Regions from separate parts of the Mus musculus genome. Here region 2 is linked to region 1. The links are chromatin contacts, called in public Micro-C maps. All regions are on one chromosome and are shown on one strand. The core of a region is the stretch at or near the end of the contact, and the rest is flanking DNA. Distances in the headings are between cores, read along the strand shown.

Region 1 (7,273 bases), core at 1,713-4,212:
ACAACTGTGCAACTGAACTATCAACATAAGGCTTAAGACATTTTAAAAGCATATTTTCATTAGCTCTGAAAACAAATTCAGTTGAAATTATGGGAAGACAGATATAAGAGAGCATGGCCTTCCACTGGACACAAACAAGGCCTCCCGAGAGCACTCAGGGTTGGTCACCTAAGTGGAAATGATCTATGCAGAAGTCTGCATATGGTTCATATGCATATAACTAATGCTCAGAGTGAATCTTCATGGTGTAATGTCCTCTAAATAATTTGCGTTTTAGTAGCACATATTCCCAGTAAGCTTACTGAGGAACAATAAACTTACTGGGAGGTGAAATGGCTCATCAGGCAAACACACCTACCACCGTGCTTTCTGAATGGAGCTTCATCCTCAGACCCACAAGGCTGGGGGTAGAGCTGGCTTCCAGGCGAATTATCCCCTGAGCCAGTGTTTCTCATCCTTCCTCATGGCTCAACCCTTTGATGTAGTGCCTCATGTTTTGGTGACCTTCCCCACCCATAAAATGATTTTCATTACTACTTCATAACTGTAATTTTGCTAATGTCATACATTGTAATTGAAATATCTGATATGCAGGATACTTGATGTATGATCCCTGTGAAAGGGTCATTCGACCTCCAAGGAGGTACACCCACAGGCAAGAACGGCCATGAGTCTGCTCTCTAGCCCACAGCTCACAATAGTTTTAAAATATATACATGTACATATATACATATTTGTACATATATATATATATATATATAGTTACAAATAAAAAATGTATGTAATTAAAATGCCTCAAAGAAAAGCAGAAGAGAAAAAGAAGGTAGGGACGGGATGATCTGAGAGATCAACTTAAGCCACATACAGTCAGTTCACTGTGCCCACGAATTCTGCACACAATTCAATCAACTGCTGATCAAAGATACAACTTAAAATCTGTGACTATGCTGAACATGCAGCAACTGTTTTGGGTTACTGCTCACTAAATAAGATAGCATAACAAGCACACACACTTGCCCTGAGCTGAGGAAACCATAGGAGGAGGTGGAGGATGTAGCTTAGTGGTGAGATGCTGGTCTTCGCAGACCAGCCCCTGGTCCTCGCAGACCAGCCCCTGGTCCCATACCCAGCACAGCCAAGAACACACCCAGCACATGCCTGCACACAGACATACATACAAAATAGGAGAACTGCCAGCTAGTTCCAAACGCTATGCTAGTCTGTTATTAGAATCAAATGTGGGTACGTTTTTCCCTCTCACTGTGTGGTCAGGCAGGTTTTCTGAGGCAGCTAGCTATTGATAGAGACCCGGTTTTTTAGTTTTTGTTTTTGTTTTTGTTTTTGTTTTTAAAGGTAGCTCCCTGTCCGACCTGTTGATCACTTCATTAAGCAAGCAACATTTGAAGTGCTTCAAATGGTCGATTCTGTTAGGTCCTCGCGCCTTGCCCTCCCTCACCCACTCTAAGAGACCCAATTTGCTGGCAATGAAGTAGAGCGAGTCTTTTTACTGTGCAGCTCCAATTTTTAAGTACATTTGCACTATTTCTGTCCTGGTGTCAGCTAAGCTGCCTTTCTCTTCTCTCCTTACCTCAAACACAGCCAGGTCACCTAGGGCAGTGACATTCACAGAAGCCAAAGACTGTTTTAACAGGAGAAAGGAGAATCTAAAACTGCTGAGCCAAGAAACCTCGCTGACATTTTCCCTTCCCGCAGAGGAACCCCCAAGCGCACATGATGTTTAGCAGGCTTCCCTTCATTGAACAGCTCAGTCTACCCGGACAGAAGTGAACATTTGGCTTGGTGCTTGGGGTGGCTGCCACACTGAGTAACACGGTGGTAAAGAAATCACTCCCGGGAACCGCAGTGAGACTCCTCAGTTGCCAGCAGACCAGCAACTGGGATCCAAGCTCTTTATCAAGCACTAGCGACTCCAGAGGGACCCTAACGCGGGATTCAGGGATCTGGGAGCTCTTCCTGCAGGGACTTAGGCTGCAGGGAGGAGATTCTCCACACTGACTTTTGCCTCCTCCTCTAGGCTGCTGATGGTGCCTGAAGAGCTGCCAGAAAAGCCCTGGTCCCCAAGTACTATGCATTCTAGTTACATCCTGTCCATCACCATTGGGCCCAGACCCATCCCAGGTGGAGGCAGGGATTGCAAGGCTTGTTCTTGGCATCAGTAATAGCTCGAGGCACATCACTACCCTAGTTTCTGCCATTGCAAAGACATATTTCATCCTAACATGGTCAAAGGTTTCTAAGCACAAGCAACTCCTGCCGATCCATGAACTGTTTGTGGGGCGGAGGGAGAAAAGGGAACATACGAAAAGGAAAGCTTGTCAGCTTGGCCAAAGAAACTTCCAACTCTCATCCAGGACATCTCTCCTACACTTCTCCGCCTTCGCAGTGGGGCAGATGGAGAGAAAACTAAAATAGGGAAGGGTGTGAAGACCAAGTCAGGGACCCTGCACTCCCAGGGACCCACGCGGATTGAAAGCACGCCCCCAAGGGTAGCAGGTTTTAGGAAGGAATCACTAACCTGGTCTGTACATACAATCTTACTGAGGGTCGCAGAGGTCCGCGTTAGCTACAGATGGGAAGAGCCTACTAGGTGCACCCGGAGAAACAAGGTAGCACCCAAGCTCCGTGCTCCACAGATCCCGTGGCCCAGGTTCCGGCTTCTGCAAACCTCAGCTTTCCAAGCCGCAGCACCCTCCCAGTCGCCGTCCCTTAGATCCACGCACCAGCTGGGGTCTCCATCCGGATACCCCGAGTTTCACCTGGTGCTCGTGAGGCTGGGGCGCGCCAGAGGACCTCGACCCTGGGGGACCACAGGCGACAGCGGTGCGGATCCTTACCTGCAGTGGAACGAGCAGCACGCAGAGCGCCAGCAGCGGCGCGGGCAGCTGGCGGCGCCGCCGGGCGCGCGGGGCCATGGCGCGGTGCGGGCGGGCTGGGCGCGCGGCCTCTGTGGACCGGCGGTCGCCGCCGCCCTCCGCCCGCCTCGTCCCGCCCCGTGCGCCCGGCTCCGCCCGGCACCTGCCCCCGCGCCGCCGACCAGCTCCGCCAGGGGGTGCCCGAGCGTGGGCTGCCGTGACGCGGGACAGAGATGGTTTTGGCATTCCACGAGTGCTTCAGACCCGCGCGGAGTCCTGTCCGAGTGTCCCCAGGCTCTGAGCTCTCTGGGTGCAGCACCTGCGTGCAGGCGCTAGATAGCCCTGCCAAGGTTGTCCTTCGCCTTCAGTGGACCCTGCCTTGTCGCCACTGTGGACCCTGCCTGCACAAGGTGCACCCCTGTTGGGGTTTCCTTAACTGTAACTAAAGAATCTACACAATGTAGTGTCCACGGCTCCCCCAAACCTCCTTTACCCAGCCCTATACTTCCCCTCATTCTGGCCGCCTCCAACAACCGCTTCCTCTTGGCTGTTCTCCGAGTCACCGCACCTGTCTCTGCCCTTCACCCCCTCTGTAACACTCATAGCAAGCTTTCCAGGTAGGTAGAAACTTGCCACCATGCTTAACGAAGCCCTTCACCCGAACCGCTAGGTCACCTACCTTACCTCTTCTAATACAGAACTAGTTTAAAGTCAGGAATAAGCGATCCTGTCGTATTAGTTAAGGGATTCTCATTACTGGCTTCTGGGTTTGTCTTTTTCCAAATTTCAGGTCAGTGTTGGTTACACAATGGTACATACAGCCTTGCCTCTGTGTAGTAACAGTAAGAGGAAGAGCTTTGTCTCCCAGTCAACAGAAACACAGTGTTTTCAATTCCTTGAGTGCCAGAACCGTCTCTGCCAGCTTTCTGACCTCCATGTTAATGGTTTTTCCGTCTAATTCTGAGAAACTATGGAGTTTTCTAACAAGGAAGACTGGATTTGTCTATTATTTCTTTGAATTCTGTCAGTTTTTCTCATCCTTGAAACTCCCTTGAGACATAGCGATTTATGTCTTCTCGGTACATTGACCTTTTATCATCACAACATGCCCTTCTTGATCAACATAAAATTTCACATTCTGGTCTACTTTACATTTATGTGTAGCCATGTCACCTTTCTTATGAATGCTATGTAAGTAGTATATCTGATTCTTTCCCATGCAAGACTGTTTAAAGTGGCAGCATACATTTTAGACTGTTCCTGCCTTCCTATTGGAGCGTGCACATTTAGTGATCGTCACATACGGTGAATTGAAGTCTATTACCTTTCTGATTTTTTCTGTTTGTTGAATCTTTAGTCCACTTTTATTATTGACTTCCTTTGTGTTTCTCTAAAACAATTTTGGAAACAGTATTTTATTTCATGCATTGCAATACAATTTTGTGTTAAATAAAATACTACAGTAGAACTCTTTGATTTAAAATGATATTATTTTTAAAACAGTAAAGTGGGAAAATTTTCAGGTTACAAAACCCTTTCCTGGAAAACAGTCCTTTGGATTACTTCTAAGATTCCATTTTGTCACCCATCATTAGCCTGCTTCATACATATCCTTGTTTGCGTGTGTGTGTGTGTGTGTGTGTGTGTGTGTGTGTGTGTTCATGTGCACGTTGTAGGCCTGAGGCCAATGCTGAGTATCTTCCTTAATTACTTCTCCTTCTCAATACAGAATCGTTCACAAAACCTAGAGACCTTACCAATTCTGCTAGATTGGCTGGCTAAGGGAACCCCAGGGATCCTTGTATCTCCTCAAAATACTTGCTTGACTTTTAAATTCTTGGCTGTCCAGCCTGATTGGTTTACTACCCAGTTGCTTTTATGTTTTCTGGAAACTAAACTGTGTGTGTTGCCTTAAAAAGTTAAAAATCATTTGGAGAAGCAAGTCCATGTCTAAGAATTTAACATATTGACACACTGAGGGAATGCACAAAACTGTTTATTTCAGCATTTTGATAAAAATCACACAACGAAAAAAAATGTGTATTTCAGTAGAGAAAAGTTTGCTTTTCATGGTTTGTAATATTTAAAACCCCTACATGTTTGTTGAAAAGATGTTCACATAGTAAATGAGAGAAGCAACTTACTGCTCGATTTCACATTTGTAAACAAGCACAGCAGCCTCATGGGGTTTACTTGAAGCAGTTGAAGATCGTTTCTAGGAAGTCCACAGCGGCAAGTGCTGAAGCTCGCAGTGAGTACCCCCACTGCAGCCTGGAGAAGAGCTCTGCAGCTCAGACAGAGGTACAGAGAGGCTCAGGACTCTAGGCAACAAACAGAAGTGAATTTTCAGTAGCAGCCGAGTTGCACAGTGGGGAAAAGAGAAAGTTAGAACTTTATTTTTTGATGGTTTAAAAGTGCAGATGCTCCCTGATTAATGACATGGCTACATGAAGATGAACCCACAAGTTGAAATAATCCAGCCCAGATGCCACAGGTCAGAACACAGGACTCTGCAGATTGCTGGCTGCTTCCCTTCTTGCTCCCAGCTGAGTGGGAGCTGTGGTTCAGCTACTGCCTAGCACCAGGGCAGGATTGTGCACTCTGAGTCAGGAGGAGGAAGAGGAAGAGGAAGAGGAGGAGGAGGAGGAGGAGGAGGAGGAGGAGGAGGAGGAGGAGGAGGAGGAGGATCCAACATTCTCACAGTGCTTGTGATGGATGCTATTATTCTTGGGCCGTGCCAAAGCTGAAAAAGATGGAGTTTATTCTCCTGACTATTATAAGTCAGCGACCAACTGAACTTTCACTGAGGGCAAAGTTCTTTTATAATTTTTAAAAACAATTTTTAATCTTACAGGAATATGTATATGCTTGCTAAGTTTTTTCTGTAACACATGTGTACAAGTGCTAATATAGTCCACAAGATGGGACCAGAGCTAGATCCCTGGGAACTGGAGTTACAGGTGGTTGTTAGCTGCCTGGTGTGGCTGCTAAGAACTCAACCAGGTTCCTCTGCATGACCAGTAACTCTTCTGAACTGCTGCGCCACATCTCCAGCCCTTGCAATTTGCATTTTTAGACACAGTCTCATAATGTAGTCCTGGCTAGCTCTGAATTCAAAATGTAAAACAGGCAGGCTTCAAAATTGCAGGGATTTGCTTGCCCCTGCCTCAGAGTACAGGGATTAGAGATATGCACTGTCACCTCCTGAGTTCCTGTTTCCTGTTCCTACACCTAGGTACTTAAACTCAAGAAAAGAGGACAAAAGACTGACACCTGTTCCTCCCCTAACCTAACACCAAGAGTTCAAGGAACCGTACTTCATCAACAAGACTTGGGGTTTCCACATTGTTAGGGCCCAGGACCTACAGAAAGCTGAAGTCTTTAGATGTGAGGTCAGACATTGGGGTAACAAGGGGAGATTCCTGTTGCCATCTCTTTTCTTCCCACGATGGTCAAGGCCAGCCTGTACTCAGGCATATCACCCAGATATAAAGAAAAAGGCACATTTTTAAAGGAAAAATGTTTTTTTAATAGAAAGTTATAAAACAGGTAACCCTGAACCCTCTGTGTGCACCTTTCTTTCCCACCATTTCTGAGGTGCACTGGGAGGTGGAGCTCCCTCTGTTTGGGATTGATGAGCTGCGGCTTTCAGAGCAGGTTCTCTTGGTGTGCTCACATGTCCAGTGTGAAGACAGGAACGTGAGGAGACAGGAAAAGCACTCCCTCCCAGCCTCCTCAATGATCTCTTACACCTCCCTCCCTCTCTCCTATTTTACTCCTAAGAAAAGGTATGTGCCACCATGCCTGGCTCCCCCCCACACACACCCCCACCCCTTAGACAGGATCTTATCTGTAGTCAACAGTGGCTCTCAACACACTTCTGCCATTGACAACCAAATGCTGGGGTTGAAGATGTGACCCACCACACATGGCTGCTTTTGCATTTTTAAATGACAGTAACTTGGTAGATGTTGAACCACTAAGAGAGTATAGGGGCAGCCACTAGGATGGGTAAAGTTCTCTTGAGTTGTCTAACCTGTGCTATCTTGGATGCGGAGATGGGCTTTCTGGACAGAACAGTGGTTGAGAGAGCTGGAAGAGCCTGCTTCTGCGAAAAGGAACTGACTTGTGAGAGAAGGTACTTTTCACTGTGGCACTTCAGAAATACCAAGGCTCGCTCCTGGCACATCTCCAGCGTTGCCCTCTTCTATTTTCAAATAAGATTAAGAGACTTAAAACTTCTGCTTGGAAAGCCCCAGAGGTGAGTGTGCTGGTTTTGGAAGCAGGTCTGAAAAGTAGAAAGCCCACATTAACACATTACATCTTCAAAAATGGTTTTAACAATTGAATTGCTTTTAAAGAACTTATTTGGATCTTCACAAAACTGCCCCTCGAATGTT
Region 2 (7,273 bases), core at 1,624-4,123, 420 kb after region 1:
AGTGAAGGAGCTCACTGATTCAGATAGCCTGGGTCCCCAGCTAACCCCAGAGACCTGCCTGCCTCCATCTCCATAGTGCTACAATTACATAGGATCCGAAGGGCACACAGCCACACTGGCCTTTTCTTGTGCATTTTGGGCAATGAAACACAGGTCCTTATATCTGCACAGGGAGCATTTCACCAACCAAGAAGCTCCCTAGATCCAGCATTGGTATCTTTATCTTGTCTGCAGGTCTGTGCACCTGTCTTTAACCTGGCTCTTCCAGACCTCAGGTGCTCACTTGCTTCTCTTTCACACACATGCACAGTGGGTTGTAAGAACAACAGCAGCTTCTCTGGCAGGACTTTGCCAGCTTGTACTTCGAAACTCAGACTGGTCCTAGCTGCTCTGCTCCTGGGTGCCCCACAGATGAATTTGTTACAACACGTTCTGCCGGTTCTTGCCCTGACTTAGACCGTAGCTACCTGTCCAGATTCTGACCTCCAGTGTGTCTTAGGAACTGCCCCATTGCAGCCTGCCCCAGTTAATTAACCTTCTCTGTGTGACAGCTTTACAAGACTGGACAGAAGGCAGAACACCCATGATGCTCTGTGAATTAAAATCCCAGCCAGTGGAAATGAATAGAGTTGGAGGTGTTAACCTTCTACATGCTGAATTCTTGCATTTCTCACTTCAAAGAATTGTCTAGAAAGCAACTGGGGGGGGGCAGTTTGAAACATTTTAGAATAATTACTGAATCCTGAAATTGCTTTCCTAAAAGCAATCTTGAGAGGCACTCATGCATAATAATATTTCTGGGCTAAGCTCTGCTGGTAAAATGTTGGGGTGTTATGAATCACCTTCTTTATTTCAAGTCCCTGACCAACATCTGAGTTGTTAATACCTTGCCTAGTTTCTCATTATTATTTTTTTCCAGAGTCCACAACATGGCTCAGTGAATAAGATGCCTGTCCTAGATTGCCTGATCCTAGATTGATGATCTGAGTGCAGTCTCATGGGGAAGGGGAGAACGGAGTCTTGAAAGTGCAACCTGTCCTCCATACCTATACTGTCACCGGTGTGCACCCCTCTCCCTAAATAAAATATAACTAAAAACTAGGAATTCCAGTTCTTAGGAAAATGAGGCAGGAGGAGTACCAGAATGGTCTGTGCTGCCTGATAAATTCCAGCTTAGCCTAGGCTACATGTATGAGACTCTGCCTCCAAAAGGCCTTTTTAATTTTTTTATTAAAAAAAATTATTTTTTTGAGACAGGGTTTTTCTATGTAGCCCTGATTGTCTAGAACTTGCTCTGTAGATCAAGCTGGCCTCGAACTTACAGAGATCCTTCTGCCTCTGCAGGAGGTCTGTACAACCTCCACTGGGCTAATCCCACCCCCACATTGATGGTGAAGTTAAAGATATTCTTGCAAAGTAACCTTAGGTTCCTAAGACATGCATGCAGAGCCTCTGTGGGTGCTGTAGAGGTGATAAGGGAACAATGGAGCAAGAGTCTGCCTGGTGACTGGAGGAAGCAGAGCTCCTACTGGGATCCAGAGACTGCAAGCTTTGTGGGTCTCCCGGATGCAGGTCCCCCCCCCGCCCCCCCCCCCGCGCCCCCGCCTCCCGATGTGTTAATAGCCTGATTGGAACACCAATTCACAAGTTGTACACGTGGGACAAAGCAAGTAGGACCAGCTGCCAACACGGATTCATTAGCTCATACAGAGCCATCATGGGTCTCAGGACTTCTGGAACAACAGCAGTTCTCAACCTGTGGGTCACAACCCCTTCAGGGGTCACAAAAGACCATTGGAAAACACAGATAGTTGCATTCTGATTTGTAACAGTAGCTAATGTTGCTATATGAAGTTAGCAACAAAAACAATTTTATGGCTGGGGGGGTCACCATAACATGAGCAACTGTGTTAAAGGGTCACGGTATTAGGAAGGTTGAGAACCACTGCTGTGTAAGAAGGAACATAGGACCCATGAAGGGAGCCCAGTACCTGAAGTCTAGAAGAAGCCATTTGCTCTGTGCATTAACAGAGCTCCTTTAGCTGAACCACAGAGATGAGGAGACATAACTCAGGTCAGTTTTCAGTTTCTTAATAGAATGGATCCCAAAAGGCCCCAGAACTCAGGCATGGTGCCCCAGACCAGCAGGGGACACCTATCTCCCCTTTTCTCCACTATATGTTAAGTGAAAAAGCAGGAAGAGACCTTATCTTTAGATTCTCCTGGGGTTACATGACATTAAAAGCATATCCCAAAGGTAAGGGCTTTGTTTCTGTTTAGGAGTACAGAGGATAAATCCAGATTCATGCACCCTAGGCAAGCAAGCACTTTACCTCTGAGCCTGAAGTTGGGTTTTAAGGTGGGCAATAGGGTAAACTTAGTAGACCCTCTAGGCTCCTTCCTGTTCACCTCTCCTGTGAGCTTCCTTTACACAGGAGGTTGAGGTGTGAGGTGTCCCTGTGGGGCTCTTTGGGAGCATATCCCGTTCCATGCTGACAGGTTCCTGCCCTTGTTGGGTTAGTGAACTTTCAGGGGCAGCCAAAAAGAACCCAGGGGAAAGGCAATAGCCTAGACTCCTCCCTCTCCCCTGTGGTCTTGAGTCCAGAGCCGCAGCTGGGTCACCACCTTGGCCAGTCCCAGTCGTTCTAGCCTGTGGTGCTCGGCCTCTAGGTCACACCTGATACCGTTCAGGTCCTCCTTCCGTGCTCGGTCCAGGTGCTCGCTGGTCTACGGTGGGTAGAGGGCGCGTCCCTGCTTCCCCACCCACACCAAGAGGTTGGCCACTGGGGACCGACCGACAGACAGACAGTCGGACGTGCCGGCCAAGCTGCCGGGTGGAGTGCGGGAGGGGGTGGAGCCGCCGGGGAGGGGCGGTCCGCGGAGCAGAGCTCACTCAGCCTCCCGCTCCCTTCAGTGCTTGGGTCTCTGGGGGTGACACCAAAAGCTTCCGCTCAGTGTCCGGTGCCTGGCGGCGGGTGTCCGATCGTGGAGGCGGAGGACAGCCGGGCAGGTGGAGGGCGCCGCCTGAAGCCAAAGGAGAGACGAGCAGGGCTGGGCTGCGGGAGGCGCTGCCGCCACTCTGCCCGCGCTGCCCCGCAACCTGCGGCGGGAGGAGCAGGCAGCAGCCGGCCCTCAGCGCTCGTCTAGCAGAGCGCAGCGGGCAGTGCGGACCCCCGGGATGCTTCCGACGTTGCTGCAGCCGCCGGCGGCGTAACAGAGCCGAGCCTGCTGCTGAGAGAGGTCAGTGAGTTTCGGTTTGTTTTCCTGTTCAGTGTGCTCCCAGGTCCCGGGTGCAGAGGGGACTCGCGTGGAAGGCTGTGCCTAGGAGAAAGCGGGAAAGGGCAACGGTAGCCTGAGATATAACTGGAGGTTCTTCCTGGACTATGATTGGGGTGGTTTGTTTGGTTAAAGGAGTGCGGAGCTGGAGAGGCGTCTCTCGAGGAGGTGGTCCCGGGAGTTGGGTTTTCCTCGGGCTTTGCTTTGAGTTGGGAGCGCGATGGGGTCATGGCAGCTGACTCTGGTTCCTCGGAGTCCTGGGATGCCCCCTGGAGCTCTGGTCCCGGGAGCTCGCCTCATGCACGCGCCGCACGCGCCCTTGAGGTGCGCGCACATCCCTGCCGTGCCCCCCCCCCCCCCCCAGCATTCTCAAGCCCTGGGTCGTCCCCTCCAGTCCTGTCCTGCCTTCCTACTCCCGATTCCTAGCTAGAAGTTGCCCCCAAGCCATTATTGGAAAAGGGGGCCGAATGGAGGGCCAGATTCTGGGGGTCTTTTGTGCGGACCCACGGGCCTGGGGCGCTTGCTTCTGGAAGGACAGCAGCAGGACAAAGCCGGCAGGACTTGTGGGGAGCTTCTCCACAGTGTTGGTTTGGGATCCCGCCTACCGTGGGGGTGTGGTGGGGGAGTGCTGCATAGATTTGGAAACAGTAGGGTAATTGACAAAACAGAGACAGTGACTTGAGGTGGTGGCCAGGCAACGAAAGGATACTCTCAGATGCATCCCTGATTGTGTGTGTGTGTGTGTGTGTGTGTGTGTGTGTGTGTTTGTCTGGGCAGGCGACTACATGCCCCGCATTGCTAGCTGTGTGGGCTTAACTCGTGTATTTTGCTAGCATTTTGCCTTAAAAAGATGATGGTATTCTCCATCCTGACTCCTATATTTCTGAGGCATTACGGTTGATGGTAGCCGCTTTACCGCGGGATAACTTGGGGGCGCGGCAGGGGGGGCGTAGACTGCAGAGGAGCCAGGAGGTGATTATTTATCCAGGAGAGCCTTAATGACCCTTCCCTGTTTTACCAGTCTTCTACCCCCCATTCTCATCCTCTCGGGACGCCTACTCGTGTTCCAGTGGTCTCGGAGGGTGCTTGGATTTCTGTCTGTGCTGGGAGTATCTAACTATTACTGCATGTATTTCACTGCAGGCTGAACAAAGCTGGGTCTCAATCGCGCTTCCTGCTTGTCAGCCTCTTGTCTCCCAAACGCTTACTGTTTCCACTTGATGTCAACACGCAGAAGGGGGTGAAAGGGACGCGTGACAGATTCAGGTAACCCCAATGATCTGGGTAACTGCCTGGGTGTCTCTGGGTCATTTGGGCCCACAGCGCTGACACAGGGCTGCCTGGGTGTTTCTGCTTTCACAGCATTTGTATTTGTGAGGGAGTAGGGGCCACCCAAGCAAGCAAAAAAAGTCTGTCCTACCTTTGGGACTTCACTCGAATGTCTTGTTCCACCAACATTGCAAATGACTTCATCCTTTCCTTTTGGAGAGGTCACTGGGAGCCACTTATATTGGACCTGTATTAGTTCCACTGGATGGTGTGAATTTTGATGCTGTCAGTACACAGACAGTTGTACATAAATATGGGTTTGGATAAGACAGTGTTTTGTGTAAAGTGGAGATGTCTTCTAATTAAAGATATTGTGGGAAAGTTAATAATCATAAAGCTCATAAGATATTTGACCAGTGCTCAGTTCGGGCATTGGTCACATGCAGTGGCCTTCTGAGGAAGAAGGACTGTTTCTCTCCCATCTTTTCATTGCCAAAGTATCAGGGCAGGCTGATGCTAAATTACTGGCAGGTAGCAGAGAGGGCTGCTGGGTAGGAGCAGAACGAACATAGAAGAGACAGAGCTTTAGTTATGTTTCCCTTTATATAGACACAAATCATTATCCTCTCTTTCTCCATTTTTTTCCTTTAGATTTTGGTTCTTTCCCTAAAACTCTGGCCTATCATGATAGAATTCATTGAAAACTCACCTTCAGATGTACCAGGACACACATTTCAGCACTGGCATGCCTTCCTAGAATCCAGAGCTTTTAGCATCCCATGGGCTGGAGCATGGGCTAGATCCAGGCTTTCCTTATAGGGAGGTCAGATTGTTGAGGACCATTGGCTCCTGAGACCTCTTTTGCAGTATAACAGCATCAAGGACCAGAGTGGATGCTCTTTACAGTTTTTCTCGAAAATCCCTCTAAAACTAATTAAAGAGCTTAAGATGTTTGTCATTCTGTTCTAGGATAGTTTTGCTTCTAAAGGTGGCTTTAAAACCAGGAGTGACACCAACGTTGACCCTTCTACTGAAAGCTTGGAAAACCATTAGAAGTGGGGCAGTCATTTTGTTCTAGCTAAAACAAAGGCTACTGCTTTGCAGAGACAAGATTACCAACATGGTGTTAGGATGAAGGTATGTTGACAGGTGATTTTTCTGTCAGCAGTAATTCTGGGTGTGTCCTGGATTACAGCAAGAAGAAAAACCACGTGATGGAATAATAGGGAATGTAATAATGCAATAGAATCAAGGGTGTGGCTTTTTAATAGGAAAAAAAAAAACCCTCACACACAATTTTCCACATAGAAAAATAGCTGCCTGCACATGTAATTGCATGTCCAAGAACAAAGATAGCTATAGTGTAGTATTAGATTTTATTGTAATTTTTCATCATGTGCTGTGATAACTCATAATGAAATGTTGATTTACATCAGCTCCCTGGGGTCATCTTCTTTACATCATCTTCTTCCTGGGGTCTCGGGAGGTGGGCTTAGCTCTAGGCTGGCATAGCTGACCTTTGAGTCCAGTGTTTACTTGTTCACCCTGCAGACGCTTTTGTGTACTTAACAGAAATACGGATTCTGTGCAAGGTGCCAAGGGGTAAGTGATGGATAGAGACAACGGTCATGAATCACCCTCAAAGAGATTATAGGGAGACAAAGAAATGCAGGTCTTACTTGGAAGTGACTGAGAAGGCCTGCACGTCTGAGGAGGCTCACACAACCTCTGCTTGATTGTCGTTTTCTCTAGAATGTTCTGAATTCCCCAAATGTCTGGGCTGGGTCAGAAGTAGCCTTTTCTTTACAGACATTGAACTCTTCAGTTGGATTTCCATGGCTGCTGAGGCTCCACCAATGTAGGGAGGCCATTTTCTTTTCATTTCTTTATGACTATTCTACCTGGACCTTCTTGTTCAGCAGTCAGCTGTGCATCAAGTTCAAAATAATGTCTACATTCCTGTGTCACCTGATTTAGAAAGCAGATGGGGACAGGTAGACTTTTGTAGGTTTCTTCTCACTCATTTTAAAGTACTGAGGTGTTATTGATTTTGCTGTAGTGAGGAATATTCAACATACCAGTGCCCGACCATTTCTTTCCTGGGCTTGCAGAATAGAAAGGCCAGGCTCGCTGTAGTTGCTCAGGCCCTAAACTGATAGAGGCTTGCTCAAACTTGGTCTTATGGAATCACTGCTCTCAAGAAAGTGGCTCAGGTATCACTCAGTCTACCCCATAATCCAGCCCAGAAGCATGTCACATTGTTCTGGTCCCAAATAAGCTCTATGACCTTCCTTGCATGGAAATGGGAAGAGCTGGGAACAGCTGAATTATACTGGTGACACAAGTCTCTTGTCCCACGGGGCCTGGCTCAAGGGGTGGAAGGTATTTGCTGTTCCATGAGCAGTTTTTGAGTAAATCAAGGATAAATATCTTAAAGAATCTGCTGAATGCATTGGGGAGATGGCTCAGTGAGTAAAGCGCTTGCCGTGCAAGCATGGGGACCTGCCATTAATTCCCAAGGACCAAGTAAAGCTGGATGTAGGAGCACACATCTGTGTTCCCAGTTTTCTAACAACAAATGATAAGAGAGACAAGAATCTCTGGAGGCTTATGTGCCAGCTAGCTTGCTTGGTGTATGCAGCAGAGAATGACAAAGAATTGCTCTCTCAAACAAATGGATAACACCTAGGTCTTCTGACCTCCACGTGTGTATTATGACATGCACATA

The links. A called contact is a pair of places that touch in the nucleus more often than the background predicts.
Region 2: a Micro-C map of embryonic stem cells shows a contact between it and region 1, with 4 times the contacts expected there. The contact joins the promoter of Rnf152 here to the promoter of Tnfrsf11a in region 1. A contact is called at or near these places in 2 of 39 promoter capture datasets (liver and stem cell-derived epiblast-like cells), 1 of 484 Hi-C or Micro-C datasets (embryonic stem cells) and 1 of 115 datasets of contacts at active chromatin or transcription factors (pancreatic cancer cells).

The regions. Positions count from the first base shown.
Region 1 is chr1:105,776,412-105,783,684 of GRCm38.p6, reverse strand. Tnfrsf11a (tumor necrosis factor receptor superfamily, member 11a, NFKB activator) reads right to left here and starts at 2,962. Exons shown (of 10, transcript NM_009399.3): 1 at 2,856-2,962. The coding sequence starts at 2,933.
Region 2 is chr1:105,352,310-105,359,582 of GRCm38.p6, reverse strand. Rnf152 (ring finger protein 152) reads left to right here and starts at 2,873. Exons shown (of 3, transcript NM_178779.4): 1 at 2,873-3,240; 2 at 4,420-4,542. Gm17634 (predicted gene, 17634) reads right to left here and starts at 3,576. Exons shown (of 2, transcript NR_151540.1): 1 at 2,678-3,576.